2 separate regions of the Mus musculus genome follow, and region 1 is linked to region 2. The links are chromatin contacts, called in public Hi-C maps. All regions are on one chromosome and are shown on one strand. The core of a region is the stretch at or near the end of the contact, and the rest is flanking DNA. Distances in the headings are between cores, read along the strand shown. Region 1 overlaps Epb41l3 (erythrocyte membrane protein band 4.1 like 3). Region 2 has its middle 6.0 kb from the start of Gm36392.

Region 1 (7,487 bases), core at 4,966-7,465, 350 kb before region 2:
GTGTAACTGTAGTTGGAATTCTCTTACCTCCTTTGAGGCTCACTAACAAGAATATGACAAGACAAAGTTAACAAAACATTCCGAAGTTTACAGGTTACAGCGAGGTCATGTGACTATGTGATGCAGACGGATGTGCCGCACTTTGGATTCTCGAGCCATCCTCTAGAGAAAAGGGGGGGGGTTAATCAACTGGGGAAATAGCCATCAGCTGAACTATTGTGATAACTCCCATCAATTTCCATCAAAGGCCTTTAAACAACAGCCATGGAGTCGGCAATGTAACTGCCAACAATTAGGCTAAAGTACTTTCCTGTTCTGTGGTGCTTATATTTTATATGCAATATGCTAAGCATATTTATCTTTGAGATTTGATGTATTAACAGTGAGGTAAAAGAAAATTGATAAACCGTGTCCATGACAAAATAATAACCATGAAAAGACCTGTGAGTGGAGTGTGTAGCTATGCATCTGTAATTATCCTGAAAGTAATTACTCGACCCTTCCAAAGTATTTGAGGAAATGGATACATTTTGATGGGGAGATAAAGTAGAAATTATAGCAAGCTACAAAATCAATGGTGTGTTCCACAAGGTAAGAAAATAATGACTCGTTAGCAAAACTACAACACATGGCTCAGAAACTGTGAAAAAGTGGTTTGAATCTTTCATTTGTAAGTTATTGTATAGCACTTCTGAATCATGATCGAAACATTGTAAAGTCTGTACATTAGCATGGGTTCTTCCTCCAGGGTGACCGCTTCAGGAAGCTGTCTTCTAGTGTTCTCCCTTTGACCTAACAGGGACATGGGTGGCCTGAGGACTCCCTCTTGTCCTGTTTCTTAGAACTGATTCACATTAATCAGTAGCCCCTTCAGCAGTGGTCTAAATCTTTTCTTTCTTTCTTTCTTTCTTTCTTTCTTTCTTTCTTTCTTTCTTTTTTAAGATTTATTTATTTAATTTATTGTATGTAAGTACACTGTAGCTGTCCTCAGACACTCCAGAAGAGGGCGTCAGATCTCCTTAAGGATGGTACTCCTGACCTTCAGAAGAGCAGTCGGGTGCTCTTACCCACTGAGCCATCTCACCAGCCCCCTAAGTCTTTTCTTATTGAGTATTTTGAATATATTTAGTTCATAGTGGTCCCTCCCTCACAGTGATGGTATCTTGTTTCTTGGCCTTAGGAATCTTTAAGCCAGTTGCTGAGCATCCACTATCTGTCCACCTACATTTACCACGCATGCATCTACTTTACTTACTACACCTGCATCTACTGCATGTCCATCTACTTACTACACATGCACCTACTACATGTCCATCTACTTACTACACATGTGTCTAGTTACTACAAGTGTACCCATACATGTCCAACTACTTACTATATGTGTCTACTTACTACACAGGCATCTACTACATGTCCATCTATTTACTACACATGTCTAGTTACTACAAGTGTACCCACTACATGTCCAACTACTTACTATATGTGTCTACTTACTACACGGGCATCTACTACATGTCCGGCTACAAAATGGAGCGGAAACAATGACATTCCTAAGTGTCAGACACTCAGTTGTTCTAGAACGTTTGTTCTCTCTCCATTTTCCTGATGGCGTAGGGCCATGACAGGTGTGAGGCTATAACTCACCTCCTGTGGTTAATAACTAATGACTGGATTTCAAATAATTTTCCCTGACCCACAGGGCTCTGGCCCCCCAACATTCTGGCAACAAGGAAACTGCTAATGGTGAGAGCACCTGACTACACCCCGCCCCCCGCCCCCACATTGAGAAATCTCTTCTCGGAAATCTCTTAGTCTTGATTTTTCCAACTCAGATTTTGTTTTTCTAACAGATTCCTCAACTGGTCAACTATTCCTACTTATGGACATCTGTATGTACTTAGGTATCAGTTACTTCTCTGTTGCTGTGATAACTGTAAACAAAAGCAACTTAAGGAAGAGTTTATGTTGGCTTTTAGTTCCAGGGGCCTTGGTATCCATAATGACTGGAGACACAGCTCCACGGGAGCAGGAAACTGAGAGATCACACTTCATCTGTACACAGGAAACAGAAAAACAACTAGAGGTGGGGTGAAGCTATATGTTCTCAAAGCCCACTTCCAGTGATATACTTCCTCCAACCAGGCTTCACATCCTAAAATTGCCAAGCAACAACTATGAGGAGCATTTCTCACTCGGAGCACAACTTGTCAATACATGACTAAAGTTCAACTGTTGACAATTTTTAGAGTTTACATTATATGTGATAGCTCTCAGAGACATGCTTCTTATTAAAAGATTAAATATAGGGGCCTTGTCATTAGACTGGGCTATGTGATTGCTTAATGCCAACTTGATAGGATTTAGGATCATGTTAGAGATCTGGAGATGTCCGTGAGGGTATTGATAGAGAAATGTCTTTGAGGAGAGAGGACACACCCTGAACATGGGCAGCGCCATTCCATGTCCTAGGGGTCTGGATTGAAAAAATAGAGGGGGGTGGAGTCCAGCACTAGCATCCATTCTGCTTGCTCTCCAGAGACTCAGTGTGAGCAGCTGTCTACATTCTTGCCACCATGTTTTCTTCATCTCAAACTATGAGCCAAAATAAATCTTTCCTTTCTAAGTCACTTGTTCTCAGCTACATTGTCACAGCATGAGAAAAATAAACGAATCCAGGGAAATAAATGGATATTTTTGAGTCAAATGAGGAAATGCAAATATATACATACACACACACACACACACACACGTATACAAGTATACATGGATATGTGTATATATACACACATATAAACATATACATACATATATGTACATATTCACTCATTCCAAATTAATGGATTAGTTATCTAACCAGGTAAGATTAAGTTTTAATACTTGTGGTCCCTTGTAAGTTAAGCCATCTTTTTTTTTTTTTTTTTTTTTTTGAGACAGGGTTTTTCTGTGTAGCCCTAGCTGTCCTGAAACTCACTCTGTAGACCAGGCTGGCCTTGAACTCAGAAATCTGCCTGCCTCTGCCTCCTGAGTGCTGGAATTAAAGGCGTGCGGCACCACCACCCAGCTAGAGTTAAGCCATCTTTGACTTACTCAAGGAGTGCCTTGCTCACCCGCAACATTTCCTATGATATCTTCTGAGGAAGGTGATGCTTCGGCCCTAGAGGAGCATCCCTGTGTTCATACCTCCCCCCAGGACAATTGATTTAAAAGATTAAAAGATTCCAAGGTGATTCTTGTAGATATCGATGAAAGGCACGTGGTAAGTTAAATCAGGTTCCTAATTTAAAAATTCTCCAACATGAGGATCCTAAAGCAAGTTTAATTTTCATGAGAAAATATTCACTTTTTCAAATTCACTGTAGGCCTACTATGGCTCCTTTCAAGCCTCTTGCATCAATACTCTGTTATGAGATAACTGACTTATTTCTGCATTAGTACTTAAAATCTGACAACATCCCTTCCCAACCAATATTCTCAGGAAAAAAAAAATGTTCTCAAGAAACAACAGATGTACCAGCCAGAAGCTTCCGTAAAATGGTCGACATTAACCCCTAAGACACTGACAAAACCCCATGGAAGACTAACATGCATTTGAAGATATTCTTGATGTGTGTGTATGTACCACACGATGAGGACAACAGTGAGAATGACAACAGAAATGACAGCAATTACAACACCATCGACAATGACAACCATGAGCACGGACAAAAATGGCAACCACAACAATAATGATGACAACGGCAACAATGACAACGAGAGCAACAACAACGAGAACGACAACAGCAAATTCAATGACAACAACCACCATGACAACAACAGTGACAACTACAAAAACAACGACAGCAGCAGCAACAACAACAACGATGTCAACAACGACAATGGCAATGAAAACAATGACAATGACGACCACAAAGATAATGACACCGGCAACAATGAGAGCAACAATGACAACAACAAGGACACACAAATTTAAAAACAAAAACAAACAAACAAGCCATACTATAACAACTTAGCCACAGTCAACCATAAGACATCTAGAGCAGCAACACTGAGGGTGTTCAGGGAAGGGCGCTGACGCTCCACTGCCTCTCATCCACTGTGAATCCAGAAGCAGCCTGGGTAGCACAGGGTGCCTGCCACTCACTTTCCATCAGGAGTCTTCCTTTCAGACCACTGGTTCTCTTGGGAAGTTCCCCTCTTGGGTGACTGCAGTACCCATTTTGTGCTTGTATTTCTGCTGCCTGAGGAGGGGAAAGCTCACTTTCTCCGGGTAAGCAAGGAAGCAGCCTCTGTGCCAGAGAAGCCTGCTGGCTGGATCCTAAGGAAGTTCCTACTCACAGCTTGTTGGATTAATCCTGAGGCAGGGTGCCGCCTTTAAAACAATGTCTCCTTTCCTCATTGCATTTTCTCACTGTGTGCTTGAGTACTGCTCTCCTCCCTAAGGATCATCTGAAACTTCATTTCTAAGAGATTGCATTACTATTTCCCTTGGGCCCAGGAGCTCATGAAGAACTCAGTAAACTCCATGTGCCAGGGCTCCAGCCTCTGCCGCCTGCTCAGCTCCGTTCTCCATCCTGCCTTGGGCCTTCCTTTTCTCTACCAAGCTGCTCTTGGCAAAAGCATTCTAATAGTGTGTGTGCTAGGAGTGGGTTTGTTTTTTCAATTTATACGTGACTGCGGTCAAAGCCAGAGACAAACAGAGCTGGTGTCTGGACAACTGAATCCACAAGCTCTCTTAAAGGAGCTGAAGCCAGAGCCCTGGGAAGCAAGGCAGGATGCGACACCAGCTGTCCTCGATGCGTCTACAGCACTTTATACTTTCTGTCTCAAGTGTACAGTCAAAGCCACATTCAATATGCATGGTGGGAAGTCCATTATCCCCATCACCCCTGCCACAACCATTCCCACGGGGGCAGGGCATAATGGCATCCTTCAGAATATGCAGCAGGCTCATGTGGGATACAGGCTGCATACACATGGAGGCGTGGCATGAGAGGCAGAGATTACATGTATAGAGGAAACATATGTCCCACTTCTAGCCTCTTCCTTCAATATTATAGGCAACCAGCCCAGCCCCAACAACAGTTCTTTCAAACAGGAAGCTATCAGTGAGTCAATAATTATCAATAATTATCAATGAGTCAATAACTTGCCATATTCTTGCTGTGTGAAGTTAGATGATGACCACACACAGCATTCTGTTAAAGCAGAAATATGGAACAGTGTCCCGGACCTGAGAAGTTTTTAGGCAAAAGAGTTAATATGCAACTTATTCCCATGTCTAAACATGTTAGAGCTTACTTAACGTCACTTAAATACCTTAAGGATAGGTATTTCAAGTTTATTTTTATGTTTTATTGTAGCATATTAGACAGGCCCAGTTTTAGACTCTGGTTGTGCAGTTACCTGGCTATGGGATATGAAAGAGGTTACCCAACCTCTCTTGAGTTTTACTGTCTCCACTATAAAATGGAAATGTGTTTAGCATTCCCTTGCAGGGTAACACATGAAGCACACTGAAAGGCATGCTGTCCGGATGGCGGAAAGTAGTGTGTACAGTAGTGTGTACAAAGTACCTGCTGATCCCCTTAAGTAAGATCAAGGCAGTTTCTCATCCCGAAACTCACAGAAACTAAAGTATTTCTATTAAAGGTCCATTTCTTCTGTAACAAATCCACAAAACCATTGCACTGCTTTTATAACTCACACAGTGATATTCACTGCAGAGGTAAAATGGTTAAATGTTCTTTGCAAAAAAAAAAAACAAAAACAAAAAAAAACCACTATCCCTACCATCAGTGACAGGGGTACATGTTCAGTCTTTTACCAACACACACAGACTGGGTCTGAATATGCATCGGGTAGACTGGCACAGTTGTTTATCTTTAAAGCCAAGGCATAAGATGGGCATATATCGTCATGGATACAGCATGAGTGATGAGAGCACATTAGCATCCCCCCAGTGTCTTATACAAGACTCAAGGAACAGGCACTTCCGGCACACACATCATCCAAGTCCCCTCTTGCAATTAAGCCCCCTGGACCTTTTTATTTTTGTAAAGTCGTCTCTTTCTTTCATCCATAATTGCTTTCTGCCCTCATCTGTTGCAGCAGTTGGAGCCTGTGTTTGAAATCAGGCTTTTGTGTTTGGGGTTGAGCACTGTGGCAGATAATAGCCTTTGAGTGGAGCACGCTTCTTCTTGGCCAGCAACAACACTTGGCTTCATTTTCCACAAAGACTTTCACAGCACACACGAGATGCTGGCAGCAGGCTTGCTAGACAATATTTCCTGTTGTTAATCTGCTATGGATTCAGGTCACTATGCCAGTATGTGAAAGGCAAATGCAGAAGAGGCAGCCCAAGGAAGAGGAATTTGTAAGGGAGGCACAACTTAAAACTTGAACCATGGCTAAGGTCCCCTAATTAGCTCATTCTGATTAATGAGGTTTGAGAATTTTTGCCTGAGAGAGGATGCAGCTTTCTGATATCCCAAACCAACCAACAGACAGACAGGAACCCACTTATACATCCACATTGTAATTTCTAATTCAGCAATTTGCTTGGTCAGATCAAGAGCCGTGGGGAATGGAAGTACAGAGAAGGAAACATAACTTCTAAGGATATAATCAGTCTAGATTTGATACACTGCTCTCTTTTAACTCTCTCTCTCTCTAGACACTGAGAATCAAAACAATATGGTAATGACACGGATACTGCTTTAAAATTACGTATTAAGTCGACTTGTATCGTTTATTTCCATAAAATCTTCTGAGCTATTAACTGGGCAAGGCTGCGAGTAACCTTAAAAGAATGTCTGGGTCACTATGGAAACTCCCCACAAGAATCATTATAGCATTTACCAGGGAAGAGAGAGCAAGATCTACAATAAATGTGAAGAGAAAGGATGAAACTGGGCAGACAGAAGAGATGCAAGTGACTCAGACCACTCTCCATTTTATTTCAACTCATATTTAAAGTGAAAGGCATCATTATTACAATTATCTTATTATTCTATTTAATCTCATCCCAAGGTAACAAGAGACCTGCTTCATCACACCCCCATCCTAGTCTAGTCCTTTCATGAATGCTGATTGCAGGTTTTAAAAGTTTTATATAAAGTCACTGTACAACTAAAAGGTCTCTTCTTCTCTACCTAACTACAGAGCCATTAGAACAGGATCATATGGGTGTTCACTTGGAACACTACGAGTATGTTCTACTACATGTATGTATCTTGTCTCACACCAAGGTCGATGCTTTTACAGTAGTCACATACTTAACAGGCTTAAGCTTAATAATTCTATATGGAGAAATAAACTTATTTGCATATCTAAGTACAATGCTTGCTTTGAGGGTATCTTGAACAGTAAAGAAAAGTATTATAATATTTCAGCTTCAATGCCCTGTGAGTGCTTTAGAGTTTATATAGGACGAAATTATTGAAATCATACCCTATGAACTGCAGTTTGGGTGCCTTGAGCCTCCTTTG
Region 2 (6,468 bases), core at 138-2,637:
ATTTATCTGAAGGTGAGACACATCTGATGGCTGTTGGTTTCTGACTCCCAGCTTCCTTTCAGACATAGAGCAGCATGTAGGCATCTGGATACAGTTCGCTGCTACTGTACCTGAATACATTTTTGCAAAAGCTGTCAGGTCACAGCTGTTCTCCATGTGGAATGTAGCAGTGAGAGAAATATACTGGCTCATGTGTGCAATTAGCACACCCAAACTCTACCTGCATTTCTGTATTTAAGGATGGTCAGCGATGGCATCTGTCAGGAAAGAACTTAACTGTGTAAACCGAACCCATGTGCTTCTTATCCAGAAATCCTTCCACTGGAACATGGAGGGCTCCGCTGTACTATAGGATGAATAATATAGGTGTTTTATGGGGGGGGGGGAGGATAATGTTTTGTTGCTATGGTGCCAAGCTGTCCTTCCACAAGCGTGTGTTGAAACCTTTACTCCCAGTGCAGCAGTGTAGAGAGGTGGGAACTAACCGGATGGCATTAAGCCTCAGGGTCTACCTTAGGTATATGCATATATACTACTTATTACTTACATAAGTGGTGGCTGTTTAAAAAGGAGGTTTATAAAATTTGCTTTTAGGTACTTTTGGAAACACCCTTTATGAAAAAAAAAAGTTCCATATAGAAGGAGGGTAGCTGTTAGCTTTTTGTAATTCAAAAAAAAAAAAAAAAAATCAAAGATTCAAGCCAGCATGAACCAAACTGTGAGTTTGAAGGATAGCTAATTGCTTACATGCTGTGTAATGGGATTAATTTGTTAAATTGTTGTTGTTGTTGTTTTTCCAGAATTGAAGTGTCATCTTGGTGTGGGGAAAGGACTAGGAGGAGAGGAGGAAGGGAAAACTGCCGTTGGGATGTAAGTAAACAAATAAATATATTAATTTTTTTAAAGTGTGTAAGTATAAATTGGGGGGGGGGGCTATCTGTAAGTCTCAATCCCCCTCTAGAAAAATCAATACCAATGTGGAGAATTGCCACGAAGATTATATGAGGCAATGTATGTAAAACAGCCAACATGGTGATTGTGTTCACAGAAGGGCTCAGTGCAGTGTCAATGTTAATGAGGGATTGAGTATGTCAGATCCATGATGCCATTCCCGCAGAGGGCTGCTTGGGAACTGCCATTGGCCAGGCCATGAGACTGAAGGCAAGCAGTGCCTCTGTAATTTCAGCTTTTCCTAGCTGGCCGTGGTTGCTGTTCTGTTAATCTGAAATTTCAGTATGTGCTGAACAGAGGAGACCTATGTGACCAGCTCCCCACAACTTTTTCCTATGAAGAGCCTTAGACTTTGTGAAGGGTTTCACTGGGCAGAAGCAGTGTTCTTGTTCATGGAGACCGGGATATGCTCAAGGGTGGCCTCTGGTGAGAGAGAAAGCAGAGGAACACTGAAAGACAGATCCTCTGGCTCCAGCCGCCGCCGCCATCATCTTCTGTGTTGTGCTGTGCCCTTTCCACGCGGCTGAACGCAATCAAAATCCTCAAACGCAGCAGCAACCTTAGGATCCCTCATCATACTCCACGTTTAGTGACGTTTATCATAATGTTCATTCAATGAGTAGTTCCCAAACGTGGCTGTTATCAGAACGTCCTAGGAAACGAGTCGCACAGGTATCCCTCCACCTGCTCCACCTAGCGGCGGCACAATTATAAAAGGGTCCTACTTTGAACTGTCAGCGCTCTCTTAAATGTTATTTGTTTCTTGTTTGTTTTTCTGTGTGCCTGACTGTGCCCCGTGGGTTGGGAGGTCAGAGGACAATGCTCAGGAACCAGTTCTCTGCCACTTTGTGGGAGTCCAGGTGGGAACTCAGGCTGGAAGGGGTAGCTTACAAGTGCCTGGACCAGCTGAGCCCTCTCTGCAGCCCAGATCTCGGTGTTCTTTAGTTCTGACATTTCTAGTTGATTCATTTAAAACGTTTTTACTATGTTTAGATTTATCAGTTACTATGTATCTATTAATCAGTTAATATGCCTTTCTGGAAGTTCTCTTTCAAGTCATATTGCCTCATTTTTTTTCTTCTTCTTCTTCTCCTCTGGATCCCTTGGGATCCTTTTAACACTATAGTTTTAGATTTACAGAAAACTTGCAAGAACAACATGGAAAGATCTGCCCATGCTTGTTCTGATTCCTGTTAACATCTAGCCTGACCCTTGGACAGTGACCAGAAGGAGGGGTGAATACCTCCATGTTCCTAGTCACCAAACAATAGCTGTTTGTCTGCACTTAAGATTTTCCCAGCTTTTTGTTGTCTTTGTTCCAGGATCCAATCTAAGATCCCATCTTGTGTTTAGTTGTCTTGTCTCTGTCTCCAGTGCATAGCAGAACCTTGGTAGTTTCCTGTTTCTCCAGACTTCTATTGAGTGCTGTTGTTTTGTTTTGTTCTGTTTTGTTTTGTTTGTTTGTTTGTTTGTTTGTTTTTGGTAGATTATCTCTTGAGTTTGGCTTTGTCTGCTGTTTTCTTGTGAAGAGATTTGGGTAATACATTACCAACAGACACTACAGAAGTATAGTAATGGGGCCTATAATGGGGTGGCCCTTCATGTTATTGGCATTAGTCTTGGTTACTTATTGGTGACTTCTGAAGCTCTCCACTCTCAAGCTACACAATTTTCTTTGAAGTTAATTATTTTCCTGAGGAGATCTGCTGGGAGTCTGAAGATGCCCAGCTTTAAGATTTTAAGATATGCGGTTGGGTCTCTTCTGTGATAGTCTAAAGGACAATTTTCTATCTGCTCTTACTCCTTTTACATTTAATTTTAACCCCCACTGAATACTAATACTTGCTTTTAAACATTTGGATTCTTACTCTGGTATTTACAATTTCAGCCAAACACTCTAGGATTCCTTCTGGATGTCAGCTTTCCCCAATGTGTGACTCTGTCCTCTGAGTGTATGAAGCCGGACATTCATAACCCATGGTGTATGTTTCTTACCTGGCCACCTACAGTAGGTACAAAGTAGCTTCCGGATTGGTAACCCAGATTCCCATGAGGCACAGCTTTACTGCCCAGAGGTCAGTTACTTGTTAATCTCCCCTCAGCTCTGTCAGAATGAGGTGAACAACCCTGTCTGACCATCACCCTAGTGTCTAGGTCACCCACATTTGCTACTGGCGACCCTTCTCTTATTTGGAGCCTAGGCCATATTTCCCTGCCACGTTTCATGGTTTCTATTCGAAAAGAATGCTTGAAGTGGAAGCTAGTGACATTTACTTCATAAATGTTGTGCCTTTCTGATTCCCAGGCTCCCAGCTGGGAAAGGAACTTCTGTAGTCTGACTTGCAGTTGTGATAGTTGTCAAACCTTTCTGGCAACTTTAGTAGGACTCAGCTAGCCAGTAAGTTGACGTGTTCTAAGTCAACCTCAGTGTTGTGTGACATTCCTGGGGAGATATGAGCAAACATGTAGCTACACCAAGTGGGGAAACAAATGATGGATGAAAATAAGGACACCGCCAAAGACCAACTTGGTCAGTGTTTTATTGGGGCTACTTGCAGGGATACTGGTGAAGAGGTACTTACAGAAGCTGAGGTGACTCAACACACTCTCAGTAAGCTGACCCATCCTGCATGTGTGATGACCCATGAAAGACAGAGACCCGGAGCTCATAATACAACCTGTAGAAAGCTGAGCAGGTTGGAGAGACTCAGGCAGCTCAAGTGATCTGAGCCTCCTCCAAGAAGTTCTCTCATCTTTGTCTCTTCAAGGGAGCACACCTGGTCTGGGAGAGTCTCCCAGCAGTCCTTTCTGCTTATATAGGCATGAAAGGTGGAGCCTAGTGACGCTAATCAGTTTTAGGGACTTCCTGAAGTCTTTACGTGTTTGCTCTCTGAGATTAAAGAGCATCCTTGCTAAGGTATGCTTCTTTTCTCTGTGCACCTTAGTAAGTTTCCCTTCAAATGGGATGTTTTATCGTGGAGGAAATTGCTAGACAACACTCGGACCATGCTCTTCTGCATAGCCAGGGACATAAACAGTTGTGAATCAAAGGACAGTCTTTCTCTTGACATTTGAACCAACCTCTTTCTGAATCAGGAGACTTTTTAGCCCAGCCTCAGCTGTTCTGGTTCTTTGAAAGTTTGCCTTCCATCCTGCCCTCTACTACCTTGTAAGTTAAAAAAAGCTTCAGGGGCTTCAGGGAGATTTTAGGCTCTAAGTCTCATTAGGAGGGCAACACCCTGGTTGTGGGAAGCACTTCATGCTCTTGGGCATGTATCAAAGCTTTTGACATAGTGTATAATAGAAGAAATACTGGCCTCCCCCAAATATTCACCTTGTAATCTTTATAAGGTGTCAGTTTATTGTTTTATTCAGAAAAGGGAAATTTAGGTTGTTTATGGAAATAAATTAGTATTTAGGCTTTTCCACAAGGACAGAAACAGCAGTACAAATAAAATGATACATGATTTAGGTAGATGATAGATAGATAGATAGATAGATAGATGATAGATAGATAGATAGATAGATAGATAATAGGTAGGTGATAGATACATAGGTAATTCATAGATAAATAGATATATAAAGATAAATAGATACATAGAGAGAGGAGATACATAGAAGATGATATAGATAGATGATAGATGATGATACATGGATGGATAGGTAGATAATTGATATGATAAAGAGATAAGGGGGCCTTATTTAAAGAATTAGAAGACTTCAGAAAATTATATATGTGTGTGCTATATAAAATAATCTCTCTCTCTCTCTCTCTCTCTCTCTCTCTCTCTCTCTACACACACACACACACACACACACACACACACACACACACATATATATGAAATTCTCAATTTTTTAAAAGGAAAAATTCTTGAGTGATGTCTAACTTCCTTTCTAGCATTTTTTTACTTCTACCTCAGTGCATGTTAGTTTTCTGTTGTTATAAGAAAATTATGAGGCTGAGAAATAAATAAGGTAAAGAGGTTTTTTGAAAGCTCAAAAGCATGGCGATCTTGCCTGTGTCCCAAGGCCCATGGCATTACAACAGCTGTGCTTAAGAAACAAGAGAGAATTTGGTAAGGCAGGACCAGACTCTGAGGAGTGTCTGGCTTGCTCTTTTATAGAAGTTCTCTCATGAGAATTAACCAGGGCCCCAACAGAACTGCCCGAATCTTTGCTGATGCGTGCAACTTCCTAATGATCTTTTATCATGACTTATCTTCTAGTAGGCCCTACCGTATCTTAAGACCAACATACTGGGGAACCAGGAATCCAGCGTAGGAATAGTTGGTGGACACATTAAAACAGTATCCAATCCAAATCTTCAGATCTCCCTATTGAGATACTTAATGAAGTGGGCATGACACTGCCACTCTTAACCCGTTAACCCTGTGATAACAAGATTCTAGCCATTCTAGAGTTTCTCAGACCCTACTGCTGTTCCCAAAACAGGACTGGCTTACAAGTAATAGATCATTTAATCCTTACAACAAACCTGAAACACTCAACAATGATCACTTCTTCCCATTGCATTATAAAGACATTGTCCTTGTTGACCATAATAAACGTGAAGGGTCCCATTAGTCCAAAATGACAGAGCTAGCTATGATTTTAAATGGTGGCTACCATGTCGACTGGATAGTGGCTTTCATTGTAATTGTTTTGTAAGGCCAGGGCTTGGTTTCTCTTGTACTTCTGTCCAGACCTAGCTACATCATATTAGAGGTTTACTGTTTTCATATTGCAGGGCTGTGGTTCATTCTATTGTATACTCAATTCCACAAAACTAAGGAAACTTTGTCATGATCTCTGACAGTCATTGTGGGGGGTTAGCATACCCCCTGGAGAAGCTTTCCCAGAAAACTAAAATGGACTTAATAATGCCATGCTTGTCTGTAGGTACAGTGACCATTCTCTACAGTTTGATGGATCATTGGAGTGGAGGGACCTGGATTCTAGAAAATGAGTAATATCCACATGGAGACAGGCCATGAGTGGGCCCCCATTTAGAAGTCTCTGGGTTAAGCATCATGCTATACCTGGAGCCCACTGGAGACATGTCTGTGTCCTCCTCTTCACTCTCAGAATCAGCCCACTAAATCAGAGGTCCTGAAAGCAGGCATAAGCTACCAGTGACCCAGGGCAAGTATCACCAGTTCTTGATCTTCAAGAAAGAAATAAGTCTTTCAAAATGACAACATGAGAGCATATGACAGGTGGGTTCTAAGCCCATGCCCTAAGTTTGAGTACTGGGGAGAGATACAGTCTGAATGAAATATTTCCATATTGCTCCCCATGTAGGAGGTGTGTGTGTGTGTGTGTGTGTGTGTGTGTGTGATGTTTTAATTCTTGTCATTTTTCTTGCAGTGCAGCGATTTGTTAGTTAACCATCACCCCTTGGAGATCTGGGCAATGGCTGATGTTTCAGTATTTCCTTTCATCAGTATTCTTGTAATAAGTAGTTCTCAGCAGGGGAGAATATGAAGATAAATAATAATTCATAATAATTCCTGG

What was found. Hi-C and Micro-C count contacts between places; a contact is called where the count stands out from the background.
Region 1: a contact with region 2 is called in a Hi-C map of cortical neurons, with 4 times the contacts expected there. The contact joins two enhancer-like sites. A contact is called at or near these places in 2 of 484 Hi-C or Micro-C datasets (cerebral cortex and cortical neurons).

What each region holds. Positions count from the first base shown.
Region 1 is chr17:69,228,984-69,236,470 of GRCm38.p6, reverse strand. The region is part of intron 3 of Epb41l3 (erythrocyte membrane protein band 4.1 like 3); the gene reads right to left. Among named protein-coding and RNA genes, the nearest start is that of 2410021H03Rik, 44 kb to the left of the region's middle. Within about 2 kb of position 6,215, at least 51 of the 459 cell types and tissues checked have an H3K27ac peak or open chromatin away from gene starts, as enhancers often do. A contact at or near this core is called in cortical neurons, where this site is marked.
Region 2 is chr17:68,877,005-68,883,472 of GRCm38.p6, reverse strand. No RefSeq gene overlaps it. Among named protein-coding and RNA genes, the nearest start is that of Gm36392, 6.0 kb to the right of the region's middle. Within about 2 kb of position 1,387, at least 28 of the 459 cell types and tissues checked have an H3K27ac peak or open chromatin away from gene starts, as enhancers often do. A contact at or near this core is called in cortical neurons, where this site is marked.